2 separate regions of the Hordeum vulgare genome follow, and region 2 is linked to region 1. Evidence: chromatin contacts called from public Hi-C data. All regions are on one chromosome and are shown on one strand. The core of a region is the stretch at or near the end of the contact, and the rest is flanking DNA. Distances in the headings are between cores, read along the strand shown. Region 1 has its middle 44 kb from the start of LOC123409853. Region 2 holds the start of LOC123412911 (zinc finger protein CONSTANS-LIKE 5-like).

Evidence for each region. Hi-C and Micro-C count contacts between places; a contact is called where the count stands out from the background.
Region 2: a Hi-C map of seedling shows a contact between it and region 1, with 2.1 times the contacts expected there. The contact joins the promoter of LOC123412911 here to the enhancer-like site in region 1. A contact is called at or near these places in 2 of 6 Hi-C or Micro-C datasets (seedling and an unstated tissue).

The regions. Positions count from the first base shown.
Region 1 is chr7H:605,801,542-605,806,254 of MorexV3_pseudomolecules_assembly, forward strand. No RefSeq gene overlaps it. Among protein-coding and RNA genes, the nearest start is that of LOC123409853, 44 kb to the right of the region's middle. Within about 2 kb of position 2,205, at least 2 of the 3 cell types and tissues checked have open chromatin away from gene starts, as enhancers often do.
Region 2 is chr7H:605,952,701-605,957,465 of MorexV3_pseudomolecules_assembly, forward strand. LOC123412911 (zinc finger protein CONSTANS-LIKE 5-like) reads left to right here and starts at 2,188. Exons shown (of 2, transcript XM_045105871.1): 1 at 2,188-3,274; 2 at 3,360-4,071. The coding sequence starts at 2,600. The coding sequence ends at 3,815.

The sequences.
Region 1 (4,713 bases), core at 955-3,454:
GTGAAACGTTGGTAGGCTCGGAGGAAAAGCATGTGCAGGATCATGAATCTTTTACAAGTCTGGCATAGGGCCGTGCATCTACCATACCGAAACGTCGGGGTCTGAATTTGATCCACGAGGCAACAACTCGTGCTGTTAAACCGTGTCTGAAGCTACTGCAAACGGGAGAAACAATACTGAACAAGGCTGAGACTTGTTCAGTCCAGATGGTGAGAAGAATCGCTTTCCAATGGTCTGGATTCGCCAGGCTCGCGTCGCGTGGCTTCGAGCCGAATGATTGCCATGCGCCGGCTGGGTTCTTCATGCCACACGACTGACAAGGACCTGTAATCGTTAGGAGGAGGAGGATTTCCTGCCACTGCCAGCCCAGGGAGGCCTGTGCAGCTGAGCTAGCTGGACATGGTGGGCAAATCTGATTCAGAGATTCATGCATCTCTCAACTTTCATCTTCCAAGGCATTGGCATCCTATGCAATGCTTATCTCTTAATTAGGAAATACAGCATGAACGCAATACCTATTTTCTCAGCCACATCCCTTTCTTCACGATGCCCCGGATAACTATCGCAAGTATCAAAAATGCTGCCACAATCTGAGTTTGCGGCCGCTGTCCTGTTTTTTCCTTGCCTTCAGTTATACCGGTCTTCCGGAGGTCGTGTAAACCTCAAAGCTGAGAACTCTTCATTGTGAACGAGAAAGACTAGTCCAGTTTCTTTCCTCTTTAAGTTAAAGAGAATTCCTCCACTGATTTTTCTCAGCCATGTATGCATTTCGAAGACACTAGACATTTTAATCATCAGCTACCTTTCTATGCTCTCTTTTCTGCCCTTGATGATGATCCAGTAGCCATTTTTGTTCTTACTAGCAAAAGAGCCCGTGCATTGCAACGGAAGAGAAAATTACACACGCTCTGAACGCAATATATTTTCACATGGCATCACATTTGTGTTGCCGACGATGGCTTTAGTGCTCATACAATGAAAACGCGTTTGAATATACAGTCACTCGGAATAAGATGAGAAATATGTTGTTTCCCCCCACGAGGTTTTCCAAAGGTGTGCATGTGTTGTTAACAATGTTTTCTTTCCTCTTAATTTGGTTTTAATTTAATGGATGTTTATTGCAATTCGTATCGTCGCCGGAAAGAGAGAAAAAAAGGACAGTGCACTACAAATTAAGTTTGCACCGAAAATAATATTTAAGAAGTATTCAACAGCTAAAAGTAACATCGTATTTAGATTCTACACATTTTTAATCAAATTTCATATATAACATGTTAAAATCGGAGTTACGATTTAAAAGATATGGATAATTTTGTTTTAGATAAATGTGGATTGATTAACTAAAAAGTTAGGGTATTTTTTGTTAAAGTACGGAGGGCGGGTTGATTACCTGAAACATCAAGGGGTTTTCGAAAAAATGCAAAAAAACGATTTGTTTTCTGACTTAAATCCGGACTGCGGGTTGATTACCTGAAACATCAGGGAGTTTTCTAAAAAATGCAACAAAGCCGGACTATGGTTTGAATACAGAAAAAGCGAGGGATGTTTTTGTAAAATGACCACAACAGGTGTCGCCTCTTGTCCCGGCTGGGCTTCAGCCTTTTGCATTTGATGCCCCCTTCCTAAAATAATATAAGAATTATTCCTTTTTCCGTAAAGAAGACTAAGGACAAAAAAAAAATCATTATTCTATTGTGCTCCAGTAAGACTCCGTCAGCTGGGAGTTGGGACCTGCTCAATTTTGTGCTTATATAGTTTGGAGATACACAGATAATAAGAGGGAAAGCATGTGCATGATCATGAGTCTTTGACAACATTGACACAAGGCGCATCTACCATAGTGAAACGTCGGGTCTGAATTTGGTCCTAAAGGCAATAAGTCGTGTTGTTAAATGGTGTCTGAACCTACTGCACACGGCAGAAACGATTCTGAGCTTCAGATCACGCACGGAACACGAAGCGCCTAGCAGCGAACGAGCAGAGTCGCTCTCCAACGAAAAAAGATTAACCACAATTCATTCTGACAGAAAATTAAGGACAAGAAAAACATAATTAGCGCTCGAGGAACTAGAGAACGTGTAGACTCCGTCAGATGAAAGTTGGGACTGCTCAATTTTTGTGCTTTCAGAGTACTCCTACTAGCACGTCCACACTGCACCTGTAGGCATCTAACTTTTGTGCCAAAAATCCAAGCAAGGGGGGAAGCATATGGTGTAATGAGAACTCATCCGATTGCCCAAGATAAGTGAAACTTCCATCTGAGAGCGATCTGTGGATGGCAATAATGGGGTTTCTTTCTCATCATGGGAAGCAAACCCAAAATCTCCTTCAAAAGAAATGCCGATTGAGATCACGTGAAGAAAAGCTTAACGACATGTGGAAGTGGGCCCCTCTCCAAGATGTTGGCGGATCAACCAATTATCTCCACCCCGATCCAGTGCGGACAGCAAGAAACTGGCCCGGTTCAAGCACCATTACAAAAGATGCAGCCCTTGATTGGTTTACATGAACTAGTGTCAATTACCTTGAACGGAGCAAAGAGTTAGCAAATTTATTTACCAACTGTAAATCGCAAAGGAGACAAGAGATGATTTGATAAGAAAAGAATAAGTAAACAATGCCATTTGATTATGTTGAGTGTGAGGGGCTTTAACCACAAAGCACTGTAATTTTCTTATTTTCTACAACCAATGTACACAATCATAATAAGTAAACTATTCCTAGGATATTTGGTACGCATGTACATTCTAGAAAGGAAGAACCTTTGTCAAGATATTTACAACTACTAAAATTGATACAAACACATATAATATGCTACAATAAATCTAAGAGGCACTAATCAGTCGGTAGATGAATGTGATTTTTTCACCTTTTTTATAATTTTGTTTGGTTTACACAATCTAGTTAAAAACTCCCAAACTAAAATCATATAGTGGTATTACTTCAATTGCAAAATATAATATGACCATAACACTTGTGTATTTGTAAAGTCATAAACCGAATAATATAATGGAGGAATTCAAATTTAGGTTTAAACATATAATGGTGTTTTTAATGTTGTCAAATACAACAAAATAGTGTTAAAACGTCTTACATTATGGGATGGAGAGTGTTAGTTAATCTTTGTGCTAAATTTAATATCAAAATTATCTAAGGTTTAGAGAACAAATAGGATATAAAAAAAGTAAAGATGTTTAGTCTAAATAGGTGGTGTATTTTTTTCAATCGTGCTGAAAGTTCACATGGTTGGTCATTTTGGACATGTAGGTCCTTAGATGTCGTTAGATTGTTATTGGGTATGACCCGCTAGGAAAGAGATTTCTCGTGATCATACGATACCAAATCATATGTTTGAGGACATACTTTATTAATATTGAAACTTGTCAAACGCTTTGTGCTTTTGGGACACCCGGTTCTGTAGTGTCTTTTCTCATGAAAGAAAGAACATGTCCGTTTTGTACGTACCCTATCTTCAGCAGCAAATTTCATTCTTGTTGCCCTCGAACGTCCTCGCTTCTTGCGTGGATTAGGTGGAAGCACATCGTCATGCAGTTCAGCTTCCAAGATGTTCTCATCTTCAATTTCATTAGCACACTCATCATCTGATTCCTCAAATAAATGCGTATAGCCTGTGTGGGCTTGAGGTATACCCTTAACATCTTCTTAGGTTGACATCAAACAGATCTCCTGTAAAGCTTCAGTAATTTTCCTCATTACAACATGGTATGCAACAAGTGATGCATCACCTTTAGATGATATGTCCACGCAAGCCTCGAATAATAGGGTATGACGGTGAGTCCTCGAAGCAGCTACAGCCATGTCGAAGTGCCTTTATTTCCTTCTCAGGCATTATAAGTCCGTCTTTTCTTGATGTATTTGTCTCAAAGAGTCCGGCAGCCAATATGCATCATAACCTAAAACAAAAATAAATCATATAAGTTTCGTCTAATTTCTTTTGAAAAAAAAAGACTAGCATAAAAATGATTGTTCATACCTTGCTTATGTGCGGGCATAATATGCCCATGTGTTCAAATAACCTACAAATACAACTGTATTTCTCTTCAAGTTTATTTACATGAACCGGAAACTCCAACTTGCTCCAGTTCTCCCTCGTATCACAATCAATGTGAATAGTTATGTATGTGCCATCAGCTGTGATTTCCTGGACAAGGTAAGACACACTCATATATACCAGGTCGCTGAACTTCGCAACCATGGCGTGTGTGTAAACTTTAGCAACTTTCCTCTCTATTGGCGAACTAGATATTGACTGACTTGCATCGTGTGAATACGTAAAGTTGCAACAACATGAGGTATGGTGATGGATCACATTTAGAGAATGAAAAAACTATATTTTTTATATTAGAAATATACCTTCGAAGTGTTGAACTGAAGTTTGTCCTCAGCCGCAATCATATGAGTAATAAACTTATCCTATTGTTTATGCATGGTTGATGATGGTGAAACCTAGGCTTTGAGCACATAATTCTTTTCTTTGAGGTCCATATTCATCCTTACATTTATGGCATGTTGATCATAGTCCATGATTCGTGTGAAGTAATCATGCTTGAGGTTTAACAGACCCAATTCCAAGTTGTCCAAGTAAACTATGTGAATGTAGAATATAATTATTGGCTGAAATTATATGCAAGCTGTTTATACAAACTTAGATTTGTTATGCAGTGTAAATACATGTAGAAAGATGACACATCC
Region 2 (4,765 bases), core at 938-3,437, 150 kb after region 1:
CCCCTAACGGTGCAGCTGACGGCGTCAGGATCATAAAGCCCATCCTTGTCTCTTTCCAGCTTTTGGGAATTATTGGGTGAACCCGAGGACCAGCAAGAGGGGTTTCTTTCAGAGAGCCTTTCGTGATGAGCACTGAAGATCTCGTTGCCGCCCTTATTTATGATATATTTTGACTTGAGACAATAAGCTATGTCAGGGTAATAGTACTATAATGAGTAATCTAGGATCCAAACGGTTCGGGAGATGCTTTCCTTTGACACAAAACTTTTGAGGAACAAGCTATTTTGGGTATTGGAAACATGGGCGCATATGGAGGGCCTAGCTAGCTGGTGATAGTTATTTGTTTTTGTAGGACCTAGTGGGTAGTTCAAACGTGCAGCCGAAACAAAGCCTGAAAGCAAGTGTTTTTGGGTGAAATAGAACTATCGTTCTGAGTGTCAATAGTTAACAAAGACAAATGCACATGTAACTTTTTTTTGTGGGAACACACGTAACTACTACTCATCATCTGTCATGGTAGCACAAAGACACCATAAGCAACAAAATTACATCCGGGTTGGTAGCCCACTTACCGAAGAGTACAAGCACAAGAGTGAGTCGAAGGCATGTTACCGTCATCATCCCTCCCTCATGGGAGTCGGGACACAACTTGTTGTAGGAGACAGACTAGTCTGCTCTACCGTGTAATAAAATAATTTGTTTTTTCGTATACTTACTTTAGGACTCCTGCTTGAATCCCCAATCCTTTCTTGCCTCCATGGATGTTGGGCAAGGGTAGGGGGGACTGAGGAGGAGGTGGAGGAACCTGCCTTGATCTAGTGTTGTGTATCGCCTGGTTCCCTAATCTGGAGGAGGCCCTCTGATTCACCCTCTTCATGAAAGGTTATTGTGGTGGTGAAGTATATGAGCAGCAGAGAGATGTAGTTACAAATTGGTAATGAGTTGTTCATCAATGGTTGCTATGGAGAGGCTTTGACACACGCTACTGTGATCGACCGCTTATTGTCTGCGACGTGTCATCGAGTATGTTGGCTAAGTGGTGGCCTTTCTTCTTCCTCACGGCTAAGATGCCAGGGAGGGAGTGCGCCTCCTGCATGGAGTCTATGGCATAGGGTCATCGAGGTTTGCCACACCCGAGTCGTGTCGTCACTCGCGGCGACGATACAAGGTTCATGTGGGAGTAGCTACGGACTCAATTGTGATATGTGTTAGCTCTTTGGGGTTCTCTTAGTAAGAATAAAAGTACAATTTGTCATTTCCCTTTTTTTGGGTCCTGTTGTAAGTTGTCAGCATCAGGTGTTCAGAACACTTCCTTTGTCCAAAAAAAATGAGGAAAAAATAACTCATGTAATTTATTATTATTTTGTGCGAGCATGTAATGTATCTCTTAGAACAAAATATTATTTTTACATATTCAAACTTCATGACCGTTGTCTTATATGGGTATTATGAGATTGTGTGTGTGCATCGTGTAGTGATGGACATCTGTAGTCTAGTTGTAATCGGTATTCCTTTTAAAAGAATACTAACTAAGACCTCATTTTCTGCCAAATAATTGTAGTATCTAGTAAGAACCCATGATCGTTGAGCCACAGAACTGAAGTTGATTCTGATATAGGATCCGATTATGCAGCGTGGCTCGTTCTGACGGCAATAGTGGTAATTCGGTGATACAGAAACCTTGATGTAATTTCTACATGTTTGAAGCGTTTTGTACTTCTAATGAACTATTGTAATAGAAGAACTAGTCATTTTCGCAAAACGAAAACTAGTACGATACAGGGTACGTGTTACGTGGCACAAAACCGTCCTTTTCAGGGTCCTGTCAAACTTTTAGCCGCTTGGCTTTCGCAACGCATTTGTACTGGTTTTTGATTGTGGGGCGCCATGGATTTTCCTTTCCCCGGAAAAAGGGGCAATGCTTTGTAGAAAAGCATTGGGTACCATGATACGGATGGGTGGAGGTCAAAGGAAATTTCGCAGGGATACGAACACGATGGTGCATGCAATCATGCATGCATGTGCCGCGCCGGCCCACGGGAAGGAATCGGCACTCGTACCACGTACGGGAGCATATACCGCGTAGACGTACGTCGGCACGGACACCACCAGATTCATAGTACGTCCAACGTTACCATCCCCGACGCAGCAAAATCAGCCAGCCCCGCGTCCCGGACGCCCGGGTCTCGCCGTTTGCCTCCCCGGCGATGGCACCGTGAGCACGGACAGGAGGACGATGATAAGACGGGATTGCCGGATTGGTACGCCGGTATCGGTTGGCTCCCCCGAAAAGCCAAGCCAAGCCAACCCAGCATGCACCCAGCACTCAGCCAGCCCGCCGACGGCGATGTCTCCCCGTCTTTCACATGCACCAAATCCCCGCCAAAATCCGCACTGTATCATATCGGCATCAACCCATCGCTTGGCTCCCAACCCACCACGTGCCCCCCCCCCCCCCCCCTCCCCCACCCACTATTACATCTAGTCGCCCCCCTCCCCCACCTCAGATCAACCACTCCACTCTTCCACCCGCCATTGCCTGCCGGAGCTAAGAGGATCGACCGGGTACGCTCAGCTTAGGGCTATTAGGTAGTTAGTTATGATGGAGCTGCGCAAGTACTGGGGCGTGGGGGGAAGGCGGTGCGGGGGGTGCGAGGGGGCGGCGCCGGCGGCGGTGCACTGCCGGGACTGCGCGGGGTACCTGTGCACGGGGTGCGACGCGCGCCCGGCGCACGCGCGGGCGGGCCACGAGCGCGTCTGGGTGTGCGAGGTCTGCGAGGTCAGCCCCGCCGCCGTCACCTGCAAGGCCGACGCCGCCGTGCTCTGCGCGGCCTGCGACGCCGACATCCACCACGCCAACCCCCTCGCCGAGCGCCACGTGCGCGTGCCCATCGCGCCCATCGGCTCCCCCGAGGCCGCCGCGGTGGCCGCCGAGGCCATGATGCTCTGCGGCGCCGGCGACGGGGACGCCAGGGCGGATCCCGACGAGGTGCACGACCAGTTGCACCACCACGGACACGGGGGCATGCTGAACCTCAACGTGGAGGCCGGCAAGGAGGGCGGGAAGATGGACTACCTCTTCTCCGACCTCGTCGACCCTTACCTCGCCGTCGACTTTACCCGCTTCGCCCACGCCGACAGCGTCGTGCCCAACGGCGTCGCCACCGCCGCGGTACCCGCCGTCGTCGACCTGGACTTCGCGTGCGGGATCGGCGCCAAGCCGCCGCCGTCCTACAGCTCCTCATACACGGCCAACGGCTCCGGCGCGCACAGCGTTAGTCGCCTCGCCTTCGCCTTGCCGCGAACCGATCGCCTTCTTGCTTGCTGATCGATCGAGACGGCTATATATAATTTTTCAGGGCTCATCATCGGAGGTCGGCGTGGTGCCGGAGGCCATCCACGGCGGCGCGGGGAGCTTCGAGCTGGACTTCACCCGGCCCAAGCCGCAGGCGTACATGCCCGCGTACACCCCGGCGCCGCCGAGCCACGGCGTGGGCATGCAGCAGGCGTCGGCGGTGGACATGGGGTACCTGACGGTGCCGGAGCGGCCGGTGGCGGTGACCGGGGAGGGCAGGGTGGCGAGGCTGATGCGGTACCGGGAGAAGAGGAAGAACCGCCGGTTCGAGAAGACCATCCGGTACGCGTCCAGGAAGGCCTACGCCGAGTCCAGGCCGCGCGTCAAGGGCCGCTTCGCCAAGCGCGCCGACCAGGACGCCGACGGCGACGGCGACGACCTGGACGCGGAGGCGCATGCCGTGCCGTCTTCCACATCCTACTTGCTCGACTTCGGTTACGGCGTCGTGCCGTCCTTCTGATCCGTACGTCGGCGCGCAGCACGGGCCGGCCGCCTTGTACTTGTACCATTGATGCATGTACAGAGTACCGTAGGGGACTAGTAATCCATGTACTCTCCTGAGCTAGTTCGATCGCGCTAGTGATGTACTAGTAGCAATACTGTAAACTGTAACAGTAGTATTCTGGCCAATACGCTCGTTTAATTTTGGATCGCCGAAAACTAGTACTACTAGCCGCAACATATGGATCATCAATTATTATTCCGTTTTACTAAAACTCATCTAGTAATAACTGAGTTTAAATTATGTCTCATTCATTTTTTATAACCATTAAATGTGATATTTTAGAATGCTGATGTGGTTGTGTCTGTTTTTGTTTTTCATACGAATGTGATTAAATTATATCTCACAGATGAGTTCTAGGTCATTGAAGTTTATGGCGATTATGTTCGTCTACCCACGAAAATAAGGCTCTCGCTATGATCGGTAAGCTCGTGTGATCGATCATAAAATTTGTCCGCAAATTCTAATGGGTTCCGTTGAACTGCGCATGAATGGGTACTCTAACCGCGAAAAGTATGCACCAAATCAGCTTTCTCAAAGAAAAAAAATCAGCTTTACTTTGTGGCTCTGGATATCCACTGGACGTCAGATATTTTGGTATGAAAAATTAAACGTTTTTTTTTCGCAACTTGTGTTCGTCGCGGATAGGAATATAGTTGACGATTCCTTTTTTTAGGAAATTGTCATGCTTACAAACTAAATTTGACAATCTTGTGGCAGTATAAATGGTCCTGAAAAACCTTTGATTTGGCATGGCTAAAAGTCTGACTTTAGAGTTTAGTCTTTCAACGAGGATGTAAAAAGTTTGATGTAAGATTTTTACCGATATCCTTATTTACGCACCAAGTAATATTACGGGGTTGTTCGAATGCTCTACGCGAAGCGGAGCACGTGAAGCGGGCTTTTAG